5 separate regions of the Mus musculus genome follow, and all the other regions are linked to region 1. The links are chromatin contacts, called in public HiChIP or PLAC-seq and promoter capture Hi-C maps. All regions are on one chromosome and are shown on one strand. Each heading gives the region's core, a stretch centred on a gene start, on an enhancer-like site or on the middle of the called end of the contact. The rest is flanking DNA. Distances are from core to core; before and after follow the strand shown.

Region 1 (2,867 bases), core at 169-2,668:
CTGTTTTGTTCAAACCTGAGCCAGACTTTCCACTGCAATATCAAAATAGATCTTTCCGCGGTCTTTGCTGATTCTGCAGGCCGACTTCAGTTTCTCTCTCACTTCCCCCGCAGCCGTTTGTTCAAAGCCAGTGGGTACAGTGGCTCCAATAGTGACTTGGAGATGCTCCGACTCACTTCTGACGCCGCTTTCTACCAGCGACACAGGCTCTTTGTTGCCATCAAGGTTCATACCCAGGCACTCTCTGGTAGCTTCTTGAGTGTCACAAGACATGATGGAGATGTTTCTAAAAGGACCAACAGTCTCTAGAGGCAATACAGGGAAGAAAAAGGGAAACAATGCCATCTCTTTTTGTATTTCAATGTACCTATCGAGTTAAAACTGTAGTATAAATAAGGGCACGGATTACAGGCAGTGAAACGTGACTAAACAAGCAATATGCAGGCTCATCAGGAGAAAAGACAAGAGTGTTTCCACTGCATGCAGTGCTTGGCTTAGGCTCATCTGTGTTGGTAAGCACCATCTTACATTTGCTAACATGAATAGAGAAGCTCCTCTGTTGCTCTTTCAGCTTAGCACTTCAGGATGTGAGGCTGTAGTGGTTCAGAGTTAAAAATTCTTGCTTCCCACACTCGCGGGTCCAGGAAGCAAGTTACTCCTGCCTAGTTTCGAACTGGAAACTAAATATATCTCTCTTTCCCAAAGACAGAAGATTTTAACGAGAACAACACAATTCTGGACTAATGATCAAAACTTTTAATGTATGGGTGAGGTATCTACTTTCCGCCATGTAGACAAGTGGGCAGTGAATTTATTAAAGATTAACTCAACTTCCACTATCTAAACAATTACAAATATCTGAAAGCCTACTATGTGGTGACGCCGAGATCCAATGACGCGCATGCTGGGGACACCTTGGAAATGTCTGAAGCTAGTAATACAGACGTCCTGTGGGAGTGTTTGTGGAGGTTGAAGGGGCTGGAGTGGTGTTACCGTGATGGAGGGCCCACACCTCCCACCAGCTTTTCAAAAGCGCCGTGGCTTAAGCTAACATCTTCCTTGTCCCTAATGCTGTGCCAACCAAGAACAGGCCACAGAGGTGAACGCGGTTCCACCGTGTCACCGTTCGCCACTGTGAACACAACTCCTACGGACAGTGTGGAGAGCAGAAGGGCTGTTCGGACCGAAGGGCAGTGGCTCTCTCACTCCCACCCTCTGCGAAGCCCAGCGAGAGTCCAGACGCTCAGCCCCAGCACCGACCTATACGAAGCCACCGCCGTCTTCCCCTGCGTCCCACCCACCCGGCCACTCCCAGCCGCGGCCAGTTACCGGCAGCAAGCACAGACCCTTCCGGTCTCCGCACCGCGAGCACGCCGCCGGAAGCCGAGGTGCCAGCCCGGAAACGGAAGTCAGGCCTCGGAGGGCACGGTGCTCCCACGCTCCGGGGTAGGCGGGGGAGTGTGCGCGGAGAGCTGTGCGCAGTTGGGTGCACTCTGACCCGGAAGAGGAAGAACGGCCGGTAGGCCGGTCACCTGCCCGGAGGGAACCACTGCGGAGGGCGCTCTCCTAGCGAGCGGATGCTCGGTTGTTCTACTTCCTCTGCCCTCAGTGTCGAGCACTGGGGTGAGACTGGGACTTGATTCCAGTCTTAAAGCCAGAGAAACCGAGGCTAAAGAGATTCTTCTCCCCCATTCCCGTCTTGCACAACACTCTTTACTTGGAATTTCTTTTTGAGATTGGAGTCTCACTATGTAGCCCTGACTGGCCTGCTCGTTTTGTCGATCGTTCTGTCCTGGAAATCACAGATATCCGCTGTCTCTGCCTCCGGGATGCTAGGACTACAGGTGTGCGCCACCATACCCGGCTTGGATTCTGCAGGGACCGGCAAGCTGTGCTGTAACTAGAGTATAGCCCCTAGCCTAGCCTGCGGTTTTCAGATCATGTTTCTCTATATATGCCAAAGGTTACATTTCCTATATTTTAGTTACATGTATTTCCTGTGTGTGTGGAGGGAGCTTGTGTGCCACACCTGAGGTCAGAGGACAACTTGGCAGAAGTTGCTTCTCTTCCACCACGTGGGTTCCAGTGATCCAGCTCAGCTAATCAGGATGGGTAGCAAGAGCCTTTACCCTCTAAGACGTCTCACCAGCCCCAAATGTAACATTTTAAAAGAGGAAACTTAGAACTCAACAGAAAGAGACAGCCGGATTTTGGGGGGGGGGGGGGAGCGATGGTGGAGAGATGGCTCAGTGATTAAGGCTTGCTTTTCCAGAGAATTCAAATTTGGTACCCAGCACCCACCCACCTCTGGCCGCTCTCAATACCTGTAACTTCAGGGGCTCTGACAGCCAAGTCTGGCTCCAAGGGCATTATGACACTGCATTGCAATCTCTCTCTCTGCCTCTCCCCTCATCCTCACCAATAAATAAATAAATAAATAATAAAAATTGTTTAAAGTTTCAGTGGTGGCAGCAGCAGCTGAGGCATGGAGCCACACTGTCCTTGTCAGCACGGACAATGAGAAAGGTAAAAACCGGATCCTTGCCTTGGATGCATCAAAGAGTTTAGGAGCAGCCAGTATCGTAGAAAGCGGCGTTGTAGTTTAGTAAAAAATAAAAAAGGGGTCTGACAAACGGCCCAGCATGTAAAAGGTGTCTGCCATCAAGCCTGGCCATCTGCATTCTATCCCCAGGACCCACACTGTGGAAGGAGAGAACAAACTCCATGGGTTGCCCCCTGACTTCCACAAGTGTACCGTGAGATCCTCACCTCCATAAATAAATGTTTGGGAGGTGGGGCAGATGGTGGGGCTTACCATCTTTAATCCCCGCACTTGGGAGGCAAGGGCAGTTGAGTCTCTGAGTTTG
Region 2 (2,867 bases), core at 188-2,687, 660 kb after region 1:
AGGTCAGACCACAGCACCATGACCTTGGTTAGGGATATTCCCAGTCCCAGAGGAAACCCTGATTAGGCCACAGTGGGGGTTGGGGGATGGGACCAACTTTCAAGCCCTCTACATCTATCACTGGGAGACCAACTTTGGTGGTTAGTATTTAGACTCATCTGGAGGAGCGGGATGGCCTTCCTAGGGTGAGGGATGAAAGATTTTCAGTCTCAGGGCAAAAGGCTTGTAAAGACCTTTCCCAGTCTGCAGAGGGTGCTGGAGGGATGGATCAGTCAGTAAAGCACGGGGTGTGTAAGCATGAACGGTGCACGCCTTTAATCCCAGCACTTGGGAGGCAGAGGCAGGCAGATTTCTGAGTTTGGGGCCAGCCTGGAACTACAGAGTGAGTTCCAGGACAGCCAGGACTACACAGAGAAACCCTGTCTCAGAAAAAAAAAATCTCCAGAATCTATATAAAAAGCTGGATGTGGTAGGTTGGACTTACATTTCTAGTAATAGTGAGATGGGAGACAGAGAGAGTCCCTGGGTAGCCAGCCTAGCCTGCCTGCATGGTGAAGTTCCAGGCTGATGAGACTCTGTCTCAAACAAAATGTGGATAGTATCTGAGAATCAACACCAGAGGTGCCTACACCACATGTGTGCATGCCTGAACACACACACACACACACACACACACACACACACACACACACGCACACTCATACACTCATGCACACACGTGCACATACACACATGCACCCACCCACCCACGACCTTAAACCCATGCACACAATTCAGAGAAATCTGGGGCTTAGTTCAATGGTAGGGTTGTCTCCAGGGGCTTGAGGTCCTGACTTCCAGCCCCTGCACACTTCCCCAACCAACCCTACAGGGGCTTCCCAGGGCTTAGGTATAGTGGTATCAGGATGATCCACATCCTGGCTGGAGCCCTGGCTTTGTCTATGATGTGCTGTGTGCCTCCTATTCCAAGCCTTCACAAGACAAGAGACAAATCCTGACTAGATTTTAGGCACCCCAGGCAATCTGAAAACCTATGTAGTCTCTCCCTTGACAGGCAGTCTCCTGTGGTAGCTCACCAGTTCCGCGTGCTCCGACTTAAAAACCTGCTCTGAACTGGTATATGGAGAACCAAGATGACCTGGTTCTCAGGCTTTTTTCAGACAGAGAAGAATTTGAGTCTTGGCTGGGAACAATGGCAGGATGTGAGTATCCACACTGAATGTAGCAGGGACCCAGGTCTCTAGAACTTCCACGTGAGCTTGGCAAGTAAAAGGCCTCTTATGGGACTCTCAAGGACCTGGGACATAGGGCGGGGCTCTGCTCTGATGGACATATGGTGGCTTTGCCTCTGTTATGTCCAGATCGGTAACAATGGGCTGGGAGGGGCTGAGGGTAGTCCCTCAGATTGGAACCTCGGTCCTCAGGAGCACAGACTCGTTACTTGGCTGGACGCCTCGACCATGGACAGGGACCCGAGTGAGGAGGACAGTGAGTAGAGACTGGGATGGCGGGGGCCACTTCTGTAGCCAACACAGAGCAAGACCTGGCTGTATATCACCTGCCTTTCACCAGCATCTCTGTCCTGATCACCTGCCTTCCCCCCTTTTTTCTTTATTCTGGAAAGACAGCCCATGACAGCCCACAGTCTCTCTATTATCTGCCTTGGGACAATGGGCATGGGGCAAAAAGCCACAGCTACCCCATGGACATCTTCCTGTCTACTGTGGCCTGTCCATGTCTGCTGGTTCTTTCTCCCCCTCTTTCTCCAGGTGACAGTGACCACTCTCTTCTGCAGCAGCACAAAAGCCTGAAAACCCCCAGGACTCTTCTCTCCCACTCCCAGATGCAGCGAATCCCACAGCACAGCTGCCCAAATCTCCATCCCCTCTTGCTTGCTCATTACCACTGGTGTCACAGCCCTGGTGACTCCTGTCTGTCATTAGCAGGACAGAAATACAATGGGATTGAAGGGCTGCTTCAAACCCAAGGAAGGAAACAGGTTTCAGAGGAAATGGACTATGTTTAACATAAAGTTTTCTCCCTGGGTTGGAACAGGCAATGTGGTGGTGGTTGGAGCAGCAATAGATGGAGAGTTGGGGACATTTTTCAAGTCCTGGCTTTGGTTTGCATTGTGTGATCTTGGGCCAAGACACTTAACATCTCTGAGCCTCCATTTTTTCCCCCACGTAAAAGGAAATTGGGTTAGGAGGTCTGTCTGTGAGGGTATGGCTACAATATCTTTTCTGAGGATGCAATGAAAGGCTCAACATTTTCATGGGGATCCCTAGAGAGGTCTGTGACCCAGAAACATCATGGATCCTGGAACTGAAGATCTTTGTATCTTTGCATACACAGTGCCATCTTTTTTTTTTTTTTAATCCTTAGAAGACCTTGAATTTACAGATATCATTTCCCTTCCCACTAGGCTAAGCTAGCAAGTCAGAGTTAGATTCTGCTCCAGGCTCTACCTCTTAAGTGTTGGGCCACTCAACTCAGCTCACTCAACCTCTCTGAACTTTGTTTTCTAAGGCTGTTGGGACTGAAAAAGAGAACTGAGGGTTCAGAGGCAGGAGTGTGATAGGAAGCGTGGACGTAGAGCGGTCTGAATGTCTCTTGTACATGCTTAAATGAAGTTCTAGTCACACACACTCATGCTTTGCACATCTGATGCTCATATGTGTCTACTGAATGCTTGCTCTTTTCCCTAGCATCTAGAGGGGGCACTCACACACTGAAAGGAATGAGGAGTGGGACATGATGTGAGGGGCAGATGTAAGAAGAGATCCTGGCTCTCTGGACAGGATCATCCTAGGATCCTGTTAAGACAGAGAAGGTTCTGAGCCAGAAAGAATGGCATTGTGAAAGAT
Region 3 (2,867 bases), core at 253-2,752, 580 kb before region 1:
ACTGCCAAGGTTAGGGTTTCTTTTCCCAAGTAAGAGCAGGGACCTCGGATCCCTGGAGCTGGAGTAATGGAAACTTGTGAGCTGCCTGACCTGGGTACTGAGAAGCTAACCCTGAAAGAGCAGTATAAACCGGCCTTGGTGACAAAGGCCTTTGCTTTAATCCCAGTACTCAGGGGGCAGAAGGAAGTTGGATTTCAGTGAGAGGCCAGCCTGATCTACAAAATTCCCACATCACTCAGCTGTCTGGCTGGTTGCTTCAGACACAATCTTGGGGCTTAGCCAAGGCTGGACTTGCACTCAGTGAAATCCTTCTGTCTTGGCCTCCTGAGTCCTGGGCTACCACACACAGATCTGGGTACATTTTTTTTCAATACATAAATAAGGCAATGTCAAACAGCCCCAATTCACTACGGCTAAAATCAACTTTTGAACTTTTTCTCTCACTGTTTGGCGGCAAACCAAAAAAGCCTGGTGCAGTCATCTTGCCTCGGTTTTCTGAGTCCTGGGGATTGTACACCTGAGAGCGGCTTCACTTGTTTTTCATAGCCATCCAGTCATGACACTGATAGAACTGACTGACTTCCACTGATGCTTGTCACAGTTAATAAGCTTACGTGGTCAGGCTTGGTACAAACCTGAAATCAGTGGCGAAGGCAGAAAGATCGAGAGTTCAACCCGTTATCCCATACTCACTTGTTTTCGGCCAAGACGCCAATCGGTAAAGGTGATCCCCCAACTACAACTGTTAACTCCCTCAGCTGACTTATCCTACTCCGGTTCTCCTAAGCTGCGTGCTCTTTCTTCACCTGGACGCACCCACACTCTGCCCATGCTTTCGCAAACCTCTAAGCTCGGTGCCTAGCGCAGCAATTATGACACAGGCTGGTTCTTGTCTGTTCATACATTTTTTTTGTCTGTAACCCTCCAAGTTGTCATCACCAAGGCAGGTTCGCATGCCGAACCTGACCGGGAACTGGGTTAACACTGCATCCGAAATCACTGGTAGGGGCCGGGCATTTTCTCGGGGTAGATGCAGTGGGTAGGGACAAGATGCTCGGGGTCGGAGAGAAAGCGCCCCGCCTGTTACAGCAGCAGCGGCCTAGCGCGCGGCTCGTACCTCGGTAGCTGTGGATGCGGCGGCCGGTGCCCGGTGGTAAGATCGGGTAGGGCTGAGGCTCGCCGTCGAAGTTGAGCCACAAAGGCAGCACGACGCGCGGGCTGCGGTTGCAGAAGATGACCTGAGAGGGCTCGCGCGAGTTCACCGAGCGCAGCACCGGCCGCGGCCGCCCAGCCTCCATCTCCTCAGGACCGGGCTCCCCCGCCGCCTCCTCTGGACTGGCTGCCTTCCGGGGCATTATTGGAACGGGTCCCTCGGATTCGCAAGCTGGACGTGGGCGGCGCGTGCGTGCGTGCGGATCTACGCGCTCCGGGACAGGTCTGCCGGTCCCAGACGCGCTCCGGGCAACTTGAAGGCGGAAATGGCCGCCGGGAGCCCTCAAACTGGGGGGCGGGGCGGCACGGAGCCAGGGGCCGCGGCGGTGGGCGGGGCCGCAGCAGTGGGCGGGGCGGCGGGGCGGCGGGGCGGGGCCGCGGCGGAGCCCCGGGTTATAAATTCCACCTCCTACAGTTGGGTTTCTGTTTGTTTCCTTTCCTTTTCTTTTTCCTTCTTTTTTTTTTTTCCCCCAAGATAGAGTTTCTTCGTGTAATCCTGGCTGTCCTGGAACTCACACCCTAGATCAGTCTGGCCTCGAACTCTCGGAGATCTGCCTGCCTCTGCTTCCAGAGTACTGGGATTAAAGCCGTTATCTCCATGCCAGAAAGACTTGCTTTGAGGTAGGGTCTCACTATGTAGGCCTAGAACTCATTATGTATATCCGGCTTGTCCTGAACTCAAAGATCTCCCTGCCTCAGACTCCAGAGAACAGGGACCAAGGGCAGTTGGATTTTTTTTTTTTTTTTTTTTTGGGTAGCATTGTTTCCCCCTGGCTGGTCTGGAATTCCGTGTACAGACCAAACCAGCTTCAAACTTAAGAGTGATCTCCTGCCTCTGACTCCAGAGTGCTGGAATTACAGGCATGAGCCTCATATATATATATATATTTTTTTTTTTTTGAGTGTACTTAAATTTAATTTCTTCTCTTAAGATCTCCACGGGCTTGCCATATTTCCCCTTCTGCCTTTGCTTTTTGGTTTTTCAAGACAGGGTTTCTCTGGGTAGCTCCAGCTCTCTTGGAACTCACTCTGTAGACCAGTCTGACCTCCAATCTCCTGCCTCTGCCTCCCAAGTGTTGATATAAAAGCTGAGTACCACCGCTGCCGGGCCCACCTATGCTATTATTTAAAGTTTTTCTCATTGATGAGTTTGAGTCTGTCTCTATTTTTAACTACACATTTCAAAATGTCTTCCAGAGTACAAAAGTAAAACTTTCCCTCCTTTTCCATCTGCATTCCCAGAAAACAGTATTACCAGTTTTTGTTTCCTTTCAAACTTTTTTATGTTTGTGAATAGAATTTTAAAATATTTTGTCTTTTTCTTTTTAGACGCAGACTTATTGCATAGTTCCCATTGCCTTGCAGCTGAATATATATAGCCCAGGCTGGCCTCAAATTAGTGGCACTCCTGTGTCTGCCTCCCAAGTACTGGCATTCTAGATATGTGCTACCATGACTGGTTCAAAGAATTAGCATACAACTACTATCAGATAACATTCAGTGCCATTTTTCCATAGACATTTCTGGCAGAAGTTTCATCAGATGAGCTTTTTTTAAATGTACGGGCCGGGCAGTGGTGGCGCACGCCTTTAATCCCAGCACTTGGGAGGCAGAGGCAGGAGGATTTCTGAGTTCGAGGCCAGCCTGGTCTACAA
Region 4 (2,867 bases), core at 222-2,721, 560 kb after region 1:
ATTACAATTTACTCAGGGAAAAACAAATGTCACTTTCCAAGGTTCCTATATCTCTGAGAACGTCAAGAGCTAAACCGAGAGAGGAAGGAGCTAGGTGGGTTGTTTGGGAATTTTAAGCTACTATGAAATAAATCTGAGCGACTACCGGGTTAGCTGACCCGGATCACTGGGATCGCCGCGGCCGGTTTGCTCTGCCCCCTAGCGGACATATGTGGTGCCGCAGCTCAGGGTTCCCGTTGTGGAAAAGCTTCAGACAGCGCCGCGCGCTGACTCGGTCAGCTCACAGCCTGGCTGGCGCTCTCCCCTTGCCTTCCTAAGGCATCCAGCCACCAGCAAAGCCGCAGGCTAGGTAGGAGTTTGCAAAGACGCCGAGATCTCTACCCCTGGTGGCACGGAGGGTGGCGCCAGCAGCTTTCCCAATCTGGGCGGAGAATCCATGCATCTCTGAGGCCATCCACTGTGGTGCAACTTCCCCGGTGGCAAGGCAACTTTGGGCTAACCTGCAGTCTCGCTTCAAGTGGCTGGGTCCTGCGCACTGTGGCGACAGGATGCCTAGGACCTACCTGTAGGACCCTCAGGTTCGGAGGGAAGGATCTGGCGCGTTTCACGTCTCTGGTTCCGGGAGGTGCTCAGGGTGTACCGAGAGAGACTGAAAAGTGACAGCTTGGACGAAGGTGCAAAGCCCCTGACTGTCGGGGCTCCTGGGCTGGGGATTCTGTGAAAGGCGTCCTCTGGGGTCTTTGGCATAGCAGCCTTGCGTTGCGCGGGGGTGGGGGTGGGGGTGGGGGTGGGTGGGAGGTAAGGAGGGGGCACTATGCTCGCAGGCGGGAGTCCCTCCGGAAGCAAGCGGCGTTGGGAAGTTGTGGGAGCTGGGGCTGAGTCTTGGAAGCAGGAGGTGAAGAAGGATGGGCTTTTGGGGGGACCCCAGGAAGATGTACCCGTAGTAAAGCTTTTTACTACGGGGGCTGGCTTCGGGGATCCCTTAGGGCGTGGCTGTGCTGTGTCCTGACAGGAGAGGTGTAGGTTTGGGGGTTCTCTGTGGGGAGAGGCTGCTGGGGGTGTGTGTCCTTGTTCTTGGGCAGAGTGGTTAATCGCAAGCTTCCTCTCTGCAGGCAGAGCGGCTGACTCTTTCCTGGGACCTAAGCGCAGGGGCATCTGCAGAAGCTCAAAGGAGGTACCTCAAACTAGGATTCCTACGGTCACCACCGAGAAGTCACCACCACTGCGCAGCTCCAAGGCTGGGCTGGTGCACTGAGACTCAGGTAACTTCAAATTCCCAGGGAGGGGACACACACGCCCCACTCGCGGGTCCTAAGTGAAGCGCAACGGTCTTGTCACGGTTCTCCTGGTTTGTTTCAGGGAGAGGACAGGCAGGTCAGTGCCAGAGTGCTCCCATAGACACCTGGACTGAGCGCCGGGCCCCGCCCCACGTGCCACACTTTAAAGAGCCTCAAGGCCGGGTGCTCCCTCAGGGTCGCGGTCGCGGTCGCGGTTGGTCATGGAGGGCACGCCCGCAGCCAACTGGAGTATCGAGTTGGACCTCGGGAGTGGAGTGCCACCAGGGGCGGAGGGTAACCTCACGGCCGGGCCGCCACGACGCAACGAGGCCCTGGCGCGCGTGGAGGTGGCGGTCCTGTGTCTCATACTGTTCCTGGCTCTGAGTGGCAACGCGTGCGTGCTGCTGGCGCTGCGTACGACGCGCCACAAGCACTCGCGCCTCTTCTTTTTCATGAAGCACCTGAGCATCGCCGACCTGGTGGTGGCCGTGTTCCAGGTTCTCCCGCAGCTGCTGTGGGACATCACCTTCCGCTTCTACGGGCCCGACCTGCTGTGTCGTCTGGTCAAATACTTGCAGGTGGTGGGCATGTTCGCCTCCACCTACCTGCTGTTGCTGATGTCGCTCGACCGCTGCCTGGCCATCTGCCAGCCGCTGCGCTCACTGCGCCGCCGAACCGACCGCCTGGCGGTGCTGGCGACGTGGCTCGGCTGCCTGGTGGCCAGCGTGCCGCAGGTGCACATTTTCTCGCTGCGCGAAGTGGCGGACGGCGTCTTCGATTGCTGGGCGGTCTTCATCCAGCCCTGGGGACCCAAGGCCTACGTCACGTGGATCACGCTCGCCGTCTACATTGTACCGGTCATCGTGCTGGCCGCCTGCTATGGTCTCATCAGCTTCAAGATCTGGCAGAATCTGCGACTCAAGACGGCAGCCGCGGCGGCAGCTGCCGAGGGGAGTGACGCAGCCGGTGGAGCTGGCCGTGCGGCGTTGGCACGGGTCAGTAGTGTCAAGCTTATCTCCAAGGCCAAAATCCGCACAGTGAAGATGACCTTCATCATTGTTCTGGCCTTCATCGTGTGCTGGACGCCTTTCTTCTTCGTGCAGATGTGGAGCGTCTGGGACGTCAATGCGCCCAAAGAAGGTAGTGAGGGTGGAGAGGAAGAGGGTGGCAGGGCCAGGCCCTACTTCCACTATCTCTGGACTCCCAGGGTTCTAGGGTCTTTCTGGTTCCACATCATCATCAGTCTCTGGTGGCACTCCACTCCCGAGGTCCATCAGTCTCTGGACTTTGAGGAGGTCACTTCTCTGTGTCTCCAGGACTACAGCATAGAAATACCCACGAGAGTGCAAACTCTTGCCAGAAGGCAGGCAAGAACTCCAGTGCAGGCCTGGGGCAACTTTCAGTGTGAAAATTCTTATTGAGGAGGGGGAAACTGAGGCAGGCGACTGTCTTTCCTACAGAGAGACAGAATGGAAGTGGGTTTTCATCCTGACCACAGGCTCAGGCTTTCTCTACTTTGAGTTTAATTTATGAGTTTAAGTCAGCCTGAGCACAGAAAGTCCGGATTGGATAGGGTCAACCTAAGAAAAG
Region 5 (2,867 bases), core at 225-2,724, 560 kb before region 1:
TTCCTCACTGCCAGCAGACCTGTGTAAGAACCAATTACGCCTGCTGATGTTTGCTTTGCTCTACCAGGCTGGACTCAAAACTCTCTATGAAGCAGATGACTTGGGAGTTCCTCCTGGTCCTCCTGCCTCTGCATCCTGAGTGCTGCTATTAAAGGCATGGTGTGTGGGTGCTAGGCCAATACTCTACAGACTAGGCATCCCCTGCCCCTTAATGATGCATTTCCAATTTCCTTTTTGTTCTCTTTTCTCAAAAAACAAAAACAAAACAAAACAAAAAACCCCCAACCAACCAAAAAACAAAACAAAACACAAAAAAAGGAGGAAAAAAAAGGAGAGAGAGAAAGAAAACTCTAAGAAGTGGGGGATGCCGGGGTCTTGTGCTTACCACTCAGGAGCCCAATCCCTGAACTACACCCCGTAATTGAAGCTACTGTTCGGTTACCTTCTATCATACTACTTAGGACTCATCGGGTCTTTAGCTAGAAAATATACGATTCACTTTAATTTTTTTCAAAATACAGCACTTTCTCCCCAAGATGCTGAAAGTTGCTAATTAGTAGAACCAAAGCACTCTAGTGAAAAAGATCACTGGATGCCATCTGCACGTCTTGTATTGTGTAAGAAGGTCCCTGAAAGAACCCTTCCGGAGACCATAAGAAGTCTGTAACAGGTTTTCAGTCCAGAAGGCTAGGAACGCACGCAGAAAGAAATCAAGACTGTCACTAGCCGGCCACACCTAGGAATAGTTTTTTGGAAAAGTGGACTCTGCTGAAACCATCTGCCCTGTAAAATCCGAGGAGCCAGACAGAAGCATCCAGAGCACCTACCATGAAGCAGATACAGGGCTAGAAAAGCCATTCCCAAGGCCCGAGCGGGCCCCATCCCTTACAACCCTCAGCACTAGCACCAAATCGAGCCGGGGATGAATGAACCTGCCGGGAGTGGTTAAACGGGAGCAATAGAAGGCATGACATCAAAGGGGTTCGGACTTCTTCCTGAAGGAGATGGACAACGAGCAGGAGTCTCTCAACAGTAAGCGCGACCGTGACCGTGACACGGCTGCGCACTGCCTGCCAAGTGAAGACTGGCACGGAAGCGCGGCGCAAACCGGGGCGGATGATGGATGGGCCTAAGAGGCTGGACAGTGGGCGTGCTGACGAGCGCAAGTGGGGCATGGCAACGGGCAGGGTAGACCCTCGGAAACGGCCCAGTGAGGCTCGGGGTGAGGGCACTGGGGCCGGCGGGCAGCCAAAGAGGAAGCGAGTAGCCAGGGCGGCGCGCCTCTCCTCCCCGCCGCCGGCCGCCTCCCAGGCCTCCCTCCTCCCAGCCTCCCCTGCTCGCCCGCTGACCGAAAGAGTTGAGAAAGTCTGAGATTTTCTTGATGCTGCTGGTGATGATCTCAATGTACTCCCGGTTCGCCCAGTCCTGGTGAATCTCCCGCTGCACCGGATCCTCTTGTCCCGCCATGGCGGCCGCCTGAGGAAGAGTGACTGCGCAGGCGCCGCGACCTCTACAGGCCTCCAGCGCGCCTGCGCCGCCAGCCAGTACCCGAGTGTTCGAGCCCCAGAAAGGGCTGGCAGAGCGACGCGCGTGCGCACTCTAATCCCTGCGCTCTAGCTTGGCTCCCACGCTGGGGTAAACAAGATTCCTCCACTCGCGATGTGAAGACTAAGAGCTACCCTGTCCCCGGTTACAAGCACCCGCTGACCACTAGCGGATCTTGTCGTTAGGGGGCGCCCACACATTCCCACCTCCGCCTAAGGGTTGCTCCAAGCTCTCTTGCACCTTGTTAGCTGTGATGGGCACAGTCCACGAATCCCGTTTATTCAGAATGCTTGTCATGCTTGGGTCACAACTCTGTTCATTCTCGTTTTCTTTTAAAATTTGTTGTTGTTGTTGTTTTTCGAGACAGGGTCTCTCTGTGTAGTCTTGGCTGTCCTTGTACTCCCTCTGTAGACCAGGCTGGCCTCGAACTCACAGAGATCAGCCTGCCTTTCCCTCCGGAGTGCTGAGATTAAAAATGTGGCCACCACCGCCAGGTTAAAATTATTTTATTCGTATTATATGTGAGCGCTTACGTGGCACAACACGCGGGCGGAAGTTACAGGACAACTTGCAGGAGTGGGTTCCTCACCTTCCATCTTGTGGGACTGAACACTCAGATCATCAGCTTCAGTGTCTTTATTGTTCGAGGTGTCCCACCAACTCTGAATCTCCATATTTACCAAATGAGCAAAATACTTTTCTTTCTTTCTTTCTCTTCTCTCTCTTTCTCTCTCTTTCTCTCTCTTTCTCTCTCTTTCTCTCTCTTTCTCTCTCTTTCTCTCTCTTTCTCTCTCTTTCTCTCTCTTTCTCTCTCTTTCTCTCTTTCTCTCTCTTTCTCTCTCTTTCTCTCTCTCTTTCTCTCTCTTTCTCTCTCTTTCTCTCTTTCTCTCTCTTTCTCTCTCTTTCTCTCTCTTTCTCTCTCTTTCTCTCTCTTTCTCTCTCTTTCTCTCTCTTTCTCTCTCTTTCTCTCTCTTTCTCTCTCTTTCTCTCTCTTTCTCTCTCTTTCTCTCTCTTTCTCTCTCTTTCTCTCTCTTTCTCTCTCTTTCTCTCTCTTTCTCTCTCTCTCTCTCTCTTTCTCTCTCTCTTTCTCTCTCTCTTTCTTTCTCTCTTTCTTTCTTTCTTTCTTTCTTTCTTTCTTTCTTTCTTTCTTTCTTTCTTTCTTTCTTTCTTTCTTTCTTTCTTTCTTTCTTTCTTTTTCCAAATCAGGGTTTGTCTGTGTAGCCCTGGCTGTCCTAGAACTCACTTTGTAGACCAGGCTGGCCTCGAACTCAGATATCCGCCTGTCTCTGCCTCCCGAGTGCTGGCATGCGCCACCACGCCAA

What was found. Promoter capture Hi-C pulls out the DNA fragments that hold promoters and counts their contacts. HiChIP or PLAC-seq counts read pairs in DNA pulled down with a chosen protein or histone mark.
Region 2: a contact with region 1 is called in a promoter capture Hi-C map of hippocampal neurons, with 4 times the contacts expected there. The contact joins the promoter of Ssu2 here to the promoter of Thumpd3 in region 1. A contact is called at or near these places in 2 of 39 promoter capture datasets (hippocampal neurons and stem cell-derived epiblast-like cells) and 1 of 115 datasets of contacts at active chromatin or transcription factors (embryonic stem cells).
Region 3: a contact with region 1 is called in a promoter capture Hi-C map of pre-B cells, with 4 times the contacts expected there. The contact joins the promoter of Vhl here to the promoter of Thumpd3 in region 1. A contact is called at or near these places in 6 of 39 promoter capture datasets (the 3T3-L1 cell line, fetal liver, hippocampal neurons and 3 more), 1 of 484 Hi-C or Micro-C datasets (CD8 T cells), 2 of 115 datasets of contacts at active chromatin or transcription factors (embryonic stem cells and regulatory T cells) and 2 of 9 other capture datasets (adipose tissue and liver).
Region 4: a contact with region 1 is called in a promoter capture Hi-C map of 3T3-L1-derived adipocytes, with 5 times the contacts expected there. The contact joins the promoter of Oxtr here to the promoter of Thumpd3 in region 1. A contact is called at or near these places in 13 of 39 promoter capture datasets (the 3T3-L1 cell line, 3T3-L1-derived adipocytes, HPC-7-derived erythroid cells and 7 more), 1 of 484 Hi-C or Micro-C datasets (myocytes), 4 of 115 datasets of contacts at active chromatin or transcription factors (astrocytes, embryonic forebrain, embryonic stem cells and 1 more) and 1 of 9 other capture datasets (embryonic stem cells).
Region 5: an H3K4me3 HiChIP or PLAC-seq map of embryonic stem cells shows a contact between it and region 1, with 9 read pairs. The contact joins the promoter of Brk1 here to the promoter of Thumpd3 in region 1. A contact is called at or near these places in 2 of 39 promoter capture datasets (hippocampal neurons and pre-B cells), 2 of 484 Hi-C or Micro-C datasets (CD8 T cells and regulatory T cells), 3 of 115 datasets of contacts at active chromatin or transcription factors (all in embryonic stem cells) and 1 of 9 other capture datasets (liver).

What each region holds. Positions count from the first base shown.
Region 1 is chr6:113,044,853-113,047,719 of GRCm38.p6, reverse strand. It overlaps Thumpd3 (THUMP domain containing 3), which reads right to left and starts at 1,418. Exons shown (of 10, transcript NM_008188.3): 1 at 1,330-1,418; 2 at 16-305. The coding sequence starts at 273. Gm43868 (predicted gene, 43868) reads left to right here and starts at 1,549. Exons shown (of 1, transcript NR_164179.1): 1 at 1,549-2,867.
Region 2 is chr6:112,386,593-112,389,459 of GRCm38.p6, reverse strand. It overlaps Ssu2 (ssu-2 homolog (C. elegans)), which reads left to right and starts at 1,437. Exons shown (of 12, transcript NM_175525.3): 1 at 1,437-1,488. The coding sequence starts at 1,461.
Region 3 is chr6:113,622,629-113,625,495 of GRCm38.p6, reverse strand. It overlaps Vhl (von Hippel-Lindau tumor suppressor), which reads right to left and starts at 1,502. Exons shown (of 3, transcript NM_009507.4): 1 at 1,118-1,502. The coding sequence starts at 1,355.
Region 4 is chr6:112,488,429-112,491,295 of GRCm38.p6, reverse strand. It overlaps Oxtr (oxytocin receptor), which reads left to right and starts at 1,471. Exons shown (of 2, transcript NM_001081147.2): 1 at 1,471-2,417. The coding sequence starts at 1,499.
Region 5 is chr6:113,603,379-113,606,245 of GRCm38.p6, reverse strand. Brk1 (BRICK1, SCAR/WAVE actin-nucleating complex subunit) reads right to left here and starts at 1,474. Exons shown (of 3, transcript NM_133937.1): 1 at 1,350-1,474. The coding sequence starts at 1,467.